2 separate regions of the Arachis hypogaea genome follow, and region 1 is linked to region 2. The links are chromatin contacts, called in public Hi-C maps. All regions are on one chromosome and are shown on one strand. Each heading gives the region's core, a stretch centred on a gene start, on an enhancer-like site or on the middle of the called end of the contact. The rest is flanking DNA. Distances are from core to core; before and after follow the strand shown. Region 1 holds the start of LOC112776027 (probable aspartic proteinase GIP2). Region 2 holds the start of LOC112777358 (PRA1 family protein D).

Evidence for each region. A called contact is a pair of places that touch in the nucleus more often than the background predicts.
Region 1: a contact with region 2 is called in a Hi-C map of leaf, with 5 times the contacts expected there. The contact joins the promoter of LOC112776027 here to the promoter of LOC112777358 in region 2. A contact is called at or near these places in 2 of 8 Hi-C or Micro-C datasets (leaf and an unstated tissue).

What each region holds. Positions count from the first base shown.
Region 1 is chr19:119,920,147-119,923,561 of arahy.Tifrunner.gnm2.J5K5, forward strand. LOC112776027 (probable aspartic proteinase GIP2) reads left to right here and starts at 1,996. Exons shown (of 2, transcript XM_025819978.3): 1 at 1,996-2,905. The coding sequence starts at 2,368.
Region 2 is chr19:119,712,655-119,716,039 of arahy.Tifrunner.gnm2.J5K5, forward strand. LOC112777358 (PRA1 family protein D) reads right to left here and starts at 1,856. Exons shown (of 1, transcript XM_025821708.3): 1 at 201-1,856. The coding sequence starts at 1,124. The coding sequence ends at 588.

The sequences.
Region 1 (3,415 bases), core at 746-3,245, 210 kb after region 2:
CATGCTGAAATACTAGCAATACATGAAGCAAGTCGTGAGTATTTTTGGCTCAAGAGTTTAATATAATATATTATATCATCATGTGGACTGACTAATAGAAAACTAGCTCCAACTGTTCTGATTGAAGATAATACAACATGCATTGCTCAATTTAAAGGTGGATACATCAAAGGTGATAGAACGAAGCATATTTCTCCTAAATTCTTCTACTCGTGATCTTCAAAATCAAGGAACAATTGATGTCCAACATATCCGTTCAAGCGATAATCTAGGAAATTTATTTACAAAGTCACTTCTAAAATCCTCCTTTGAAAGATTGGTACATCAGATTGGGATGCCAATTTTGAGATCTTAAATAATGTCGACAAGAGGGGGAGGCTGTATTCCTTTTTCCTTGGTCATGTTTTTCTCCCTATTGGGTTTTTCTTGACAAGGATTTTAACGAGACAGTTCTCATCACAAAGGATATTGTACTATTTTTCCTTCACTAAAATTTTTTTATTGGACTTTTCTTTAGTAAGATTTTAATGAGGCATAATCCTAAATAGACATCCATTAATGATTTGACTTTTTAAGATGAGCAGCTCAATTTCTCAATGAAAAGAAGGCTCAAATTCTCAAAATAGATTAAATTAATAAAATTTAAAAATGTGAATTTGGTACATATATAAATAAGGGGACAAGATCTTAGATAATATACATACAAGATCAATATAAAATATTTTTTCTCTTCTTATATAGATATATACTGCAATATATTAGTAAATATATATGAATCATAATTATATTGATAATAATATTAATAAATATTAATATTAAAATTTTTTATTTATATTTTTTATTTTATATTTATTTATTTTTAATTATTTATTTTACATCAGTTAATATATTTAATAATGTTCCGAAAGCACAAGATACGAAATAAAAGATTTTGTTGTACATTCAGTTTACTCCTCTTAGAAATTGTATTAATCTAATGTAGGTCAAATATGTCAACGTCAACGATAGCAGCCGATGGTCCCAATCAAGTTACATCACGGAAGGAAGAGCTTGTTAATAAGGATAATCCCATTTTATGAGTATATGCAACAATCTTCTAGGTAGGGGTTGATTTTAAATGAAATTTAGGTCCACAATAAATCCGCTTCTAACTTTATTTATCGAGTAAGAAGTACAATGAAAAATAAAAAAAAATAACTAATTGTTTTAATGTATGAAATAAGAATAGTATTAGAAATAGTAAGATGTAACAATTCATTAAAAGAATGATGGAGCAGTCATAAAAGGATTGTTGTGATAAATTATTCAGTTGTGTTTATTATTTTAGAATAAAGTATTAAATTGGTCTTTTATATTTAGATATAATTTTATTTTATTTTTTAAGGTTTTAAGTGTCTTATTTAAATTTAAAAAAATTTTATTTAGCTTTAATATAGTTTTACTGTGAGACCAAAGTTAAATACTTAACAGGATGTTCTATACAATAGCAATACAAAGAACAAAGTCGATAATTTAGACAACAAGTATACATTTTAAAAGCATAAAATTAACTATAGATACATCAATATATTTATTTGTCATTCTCTTTAATTTTATAAAAGATATTTCGTTTAAATTGTAAGAAGAATGATAAATAAATATATTGATGCATCCACAGTTAATTTTATACCTCTAAAACTTGTACTTGTTCTCCAAATTATCGATTTTGTTCTTATACGACTGTTATGTAAAACATTCCATTAATTATTTAAATTTGATCTCACGATGAGACTATATTAAAACTAAATAAATTTTTTTTAAATTTAAATAAAACATTTTAAATTTAAAGACCGAAATAAAATTATGTCTAAACATAGAAACCAAATTAGTACTTTATCCATTATTTTATTATCAAAATAAATACAATGGATACTATTAGCTTTTGTGGGTGTCTCTCTAAACCAAACGCTAGAACTTGGGTATGTAGTTGCCACTGTTGACACTTATTAGTAAACTGTGTGCTCCAAGTTGCGTACATGACCAATTTCATTAATTCAACGGATCTATCTCTCATCACCATAACAGATCACACCCCTGTTCCCACGAAGAAATTAGAAGTCATATATATGGTGGCGACTATAGGATTATAATGGTTATAGAACTGTTATTAAAATTAAAATTATATTTTTTATATATTTTAATCATATATACTTTAAATTTTTAAATTAAAATATATTGGTAAATAATTAAAAAATATTATTTTAATTTTAACATCACTCTTGAAACACTATACTTACCATAATCATATTAAAATGAATATATAAATAGAAGTAGCTTCACTTTCCTTAACCATCAATTCATCACACCAGGCCTACCTTATCCTATTACATGCTTGTTTTATTTTCCAAACGTAACATGATTCCCTCAATTAGAATAATTCTCTCGCTTGGTTCCTTTCTTCTATTATTCATCTCTTCCACCGCAGCAAAAACCTCATTCAGACCAAAAGCACTTGTTCTACCTGTAACCAAAGACATATCTTCGTCCACACCCCAATATGTAACCCAAATCAAACAAAGAACACCACTCGTGACGGTGAACCTAACCGTGGATCTCGGCGGTGGATATGTTTGGGTGAACTGCCAGCATGGCTATGTGTCATCAACATCGAAATCAGTGGCTTGTGGATCTGCTCAGTGCTCACTCTTTGGCTCTTCATCATGCAGTGGTGACAAAGTCAAAGTGTGTGGTGGATTTCCAAGCAACACTGTCACTGGTGTTTCAACATCTGGTGATGTTCGTTCGGATGTTGTTAGTGTTGAATCCACCGATGGAAACTCTGCAGGAAGAGCTGTTACTGTTCCAAAATTTCTCTTCATTTGTGGATCAGATGTTGTCCAAAAAGGCCTTCCTAAGGGTGTAACAGGTATCAACTTATGAACCCAACCATATATAATATTGGGTGTTTTATTAATATTAATTAATAGTGATCCGTTTAATTGTGTCTAAGGTGTTTTGTTTTAAGTTCTTGTTAAGTACAGTAATAGTAGAAATTTCAATGTACAATTTCGAAGTTTTTATGCTGCATTTCTTAACTAAGATAATGATAGCAACAACAAACATAAGATTTTAGTTTAAAATAGCTATATTTTTTTGTTGACTGTTAAAAACAACTATATAAGACAATTTATTTTAGGACATAAACTTTTTATATGTTCTGAAATATGGAGACAGGAGAAGCATACAGATTTTTATTCTTTATTTCTATATAATCTTATAGCATGTCTGATTTATCTCTTTCAATTTTTATTTTATTTTATTTAAATATTCTGTATACTAGGCTTCTCTCTTTAAGAATTAAATGATATATTACTCATAAAAAATATACTCTACTAAAATTTGAGAATTTAAAAATATATAAAATTTATACATATGT
Region 2 (3,385 bases), core at 606-3,105:
TGACATACAAATAGAGACCTCTCCATTTTCGAAAATCATTTCCCCAAATCTAAATACCTTATCAGAAACCAGTTAAACAAGAAATGCAAAACCATCTCTGCAGACTAATGTAAACCTTTCACAAACCTTTCAACTATGGAAACATGTCTATTTTCAATACCAACACACTGAATAGCACAGAGTTAACAGAGACAAAACCATTTAACCAACCGAGATCAAATATGACATCAAAGTGTAAACAAATTCACAAGCCGAGCCGAACAGAGACTCGTGCAATGCAAGGTTTAGGGTCCAACAAACAATTATACATACATTCACCATTAATCCATCCTATTAAAGAATATTATGAACAACAAAACCCAAACTTCCTATCAAAAACATGTCCAATTGTTAACTCATTCATGAAAATTGCAAAGCACAATCAAGAAGACAGGAAAATTGGAAAATGAAGGTACAATTATAAGACACAACTATCTATATTTATGAATGAATTGCAACATGAAGGGTCACAGTTTCCAACTACACAGTCAAAAGAATCTTTACCCCCCTAATTCCAGAATCACACAAAATCCCTAACCGAAAATTCCTCAAACAGGTGCATAGGAACCAGCATTAGCACCGCCACTAAGCATAGGACCGTACGGAGATTCAGTATCATCAGCAACAAGATCTTCAGTCCCTCTCAGCACAGCATGGATGAAAATCACAGCAGCACCAACAAGAAGCGACACGACGAGATTAAACCAGACGTTGGCGATGAGGAGAACAACAAGGGTTAATACAGCGAGTGCCAAAACGACGGCGCGGTCGTCCAAAACGACGAGGTTGAAGAGGTTTAAGGGCTCGTCGCGGGAGAAGTAGAGGAAGTACCAGAGAGCGAGGAGGAAGAGAACGAGGATTAGAGGGAAGGGACGTGAGAGGAGGGAGAGGATGAGTGACAGGAAGAGGAGGATGGTGTAGTTGAAGAGGAAGTAGGCGAGGTTGTGCGACACGCGCGCCGACGCGTCTTGGAGGGAGTGGGGGAGGGAGAGGGCGTAGAGGGAGAGGAATTGGGACCAGGGACGGCGCGTGGAGATCACGCTCTGCCCGGCTTCTTTGAAGTGAGTGAGGAATTCGGATGACATTGTTGAGGGATCTGAGGGGGAAGGCCAAGGGGGTTTCTTGTGTTGGTTTTGGCGGAATTGTGGAAATGGAAAGTGTGTGTGTCAATGGTGTCGATGAAGGCAATGAATGAAGACCAAGTTTCGGAGCTGACCAGTTGGTTAACACCGTGTGAGGGACTGCGTGCAAGTTCGCTTATTGGGATATTTTTGTAAAAATGGGTCTCTGACTTTCTCTTATAAGTTGGGCTTTCATACAATTTCAATAACACAACATAGCTTTCGTCCAATAAAAGTAAAATAGACAATCACCAAAAACAAAAGTAGATACAGGAAGAACCGAAGAAGGGAATCTAGCCTGAAATAGTTCTGGTCAAATGGAGAAGATAAACCTCGAAAAACCTGCAACAACGAGAGGGGGAGACAAAGGCACAACTCGTTGGTAAGGGACATTCATCATCTCATAGCTAAATATTGGGAGATCAAAGTCAAACACACACCCAGACTTGGAAATGCCTGTGTAGATTGCCTTGCAAAAATTAGTATACTATTCTGCTTTTTTTTTTCTTTGGACTGGCAATTCGTTTTTTTTTTTTTTTTTTTTAATTATTAAAACGGAGCCGGAGTCCAGAAAAGAAGAATTATAAAGAAACTAAACGAGGAAGAGCTATCCTATGTTCATTATTTACAAATATCCTAACTATCGTCCTAAGAAGAGTAACTTAAAAATAGAATTCTGGGTCTAGATAACTTTACGCACAAGACAATCGGTGCATTAATTGTTCTCTCTATAAATATTAACAAAAAGAATATTTTAATTTTTTGCTTTCCATCTATTAATATCTCTAATGAGAATATTTGGATAATTTTTGAGGTCTCTGTAATTATTGACGAGGTCTATAGCAATTTTAGAGTCACATTCTACTCTCAATCTTCTTATCCCCATAGTCCAAACTCAGTTTGATCATTGATTCAACCCTTAGAGTTCCACGTTGAAAGCTGAGTACCTTCCTATGTTGTAAGAGAATCCAACAATCCACTCACTATTTTCATTCCTCAAAATTCTTTTACATTCGGCTTTCCTTAGATTTTCTTGCGTAGTACCATTAGTATTGAGAGTGATTCAGTTATTGGGTGGGGCATTCCATTTCACTAACATTTCCTTCATGTTTTTGGAAAGGCTTATCCTCTATCTTCTCTCAAAGGCAAGTCTAGTTTCCTCCACTTTCTTCAAAACTTCTCAACAGGCTTGAGGTGTTCGTTAGTATCTCGCTTCGTGAATTTGACAGTTTCGCTAGCTCCAAACCTTCCAGCAACCAGTAGCAAAAACATGGAGCTACGTTAACTTTTTGTAGCCCTTACCATTTCTAAATTTGGCTCTAATTTGTTGTGGAAGGTTTTGACTAATTTACAATTGCCATGTAATCTAAGACTGAATGAGTGACTGTCCACTCAAGTGCTACCTACTAAAGGGGGCCCATGAAAGGATATTTGTCATATAGAAATTAAGGAGCAATATCTAAGGGATAAAGATGATTACAGGTCTGACTACGAAGATTGGTGATGGACGACAGACTCGGTTTTAGGAGGATATTTGGTTGCATTGTGGTTCCTTGAAAGATCGGTTCCCCAGGTTCTTCTCTGTTTCAAACCAATATGGTTTGGTTATTGGGGATTGTGGGTTTTGGGATGGATTAGAGTGGGTTTGGAACTTCCAATGGGAGGCGAGAGCTTTTTAAGTGGGAGTTAGACCTTTTGAGTCAACTACATGAGGCTTTGAGACCTGTGAGGCTAGCGAATAATAGGGAGGATAGAGTTGTGTGGAAATATGATAGATTTGGTATATTTTCGACTAACTCTTTTGTGGAGGTGCTACAAGAAGGAATGCTATCAGAGGATGTAACCAGTTACAGCTTCACGAAGACCATCTGGAAAGGTTTGGTTCCACCAAGAGTGGAGCTGTTTGCTTGGTTTGTCCTGGTAGGCAGGGTGAATACTAAGGAACGGCTAAGTCGGATCGGGATTATTAGCCAGGATGATAAGAGTTGTGTTTTATGTAATAAGGATGTTGAGCAGGTCCATCACTTGTTTATTGGCTGTGATTTTACTTGGCAGGTGTGGAGTGCATGGATATCTGTGTTTGGCAGGCTCTGGGCTTTTCCGGGGTTAGTGAAGGACCATTTCCTAAGTTGGACAGATGAGTCGCGTAGAAAAGAAGACAGAAAGTGCGATCATTTGGCACATTTAGATGGAGCGAAATAGGAGGATATTTCAGAATAAAAGCA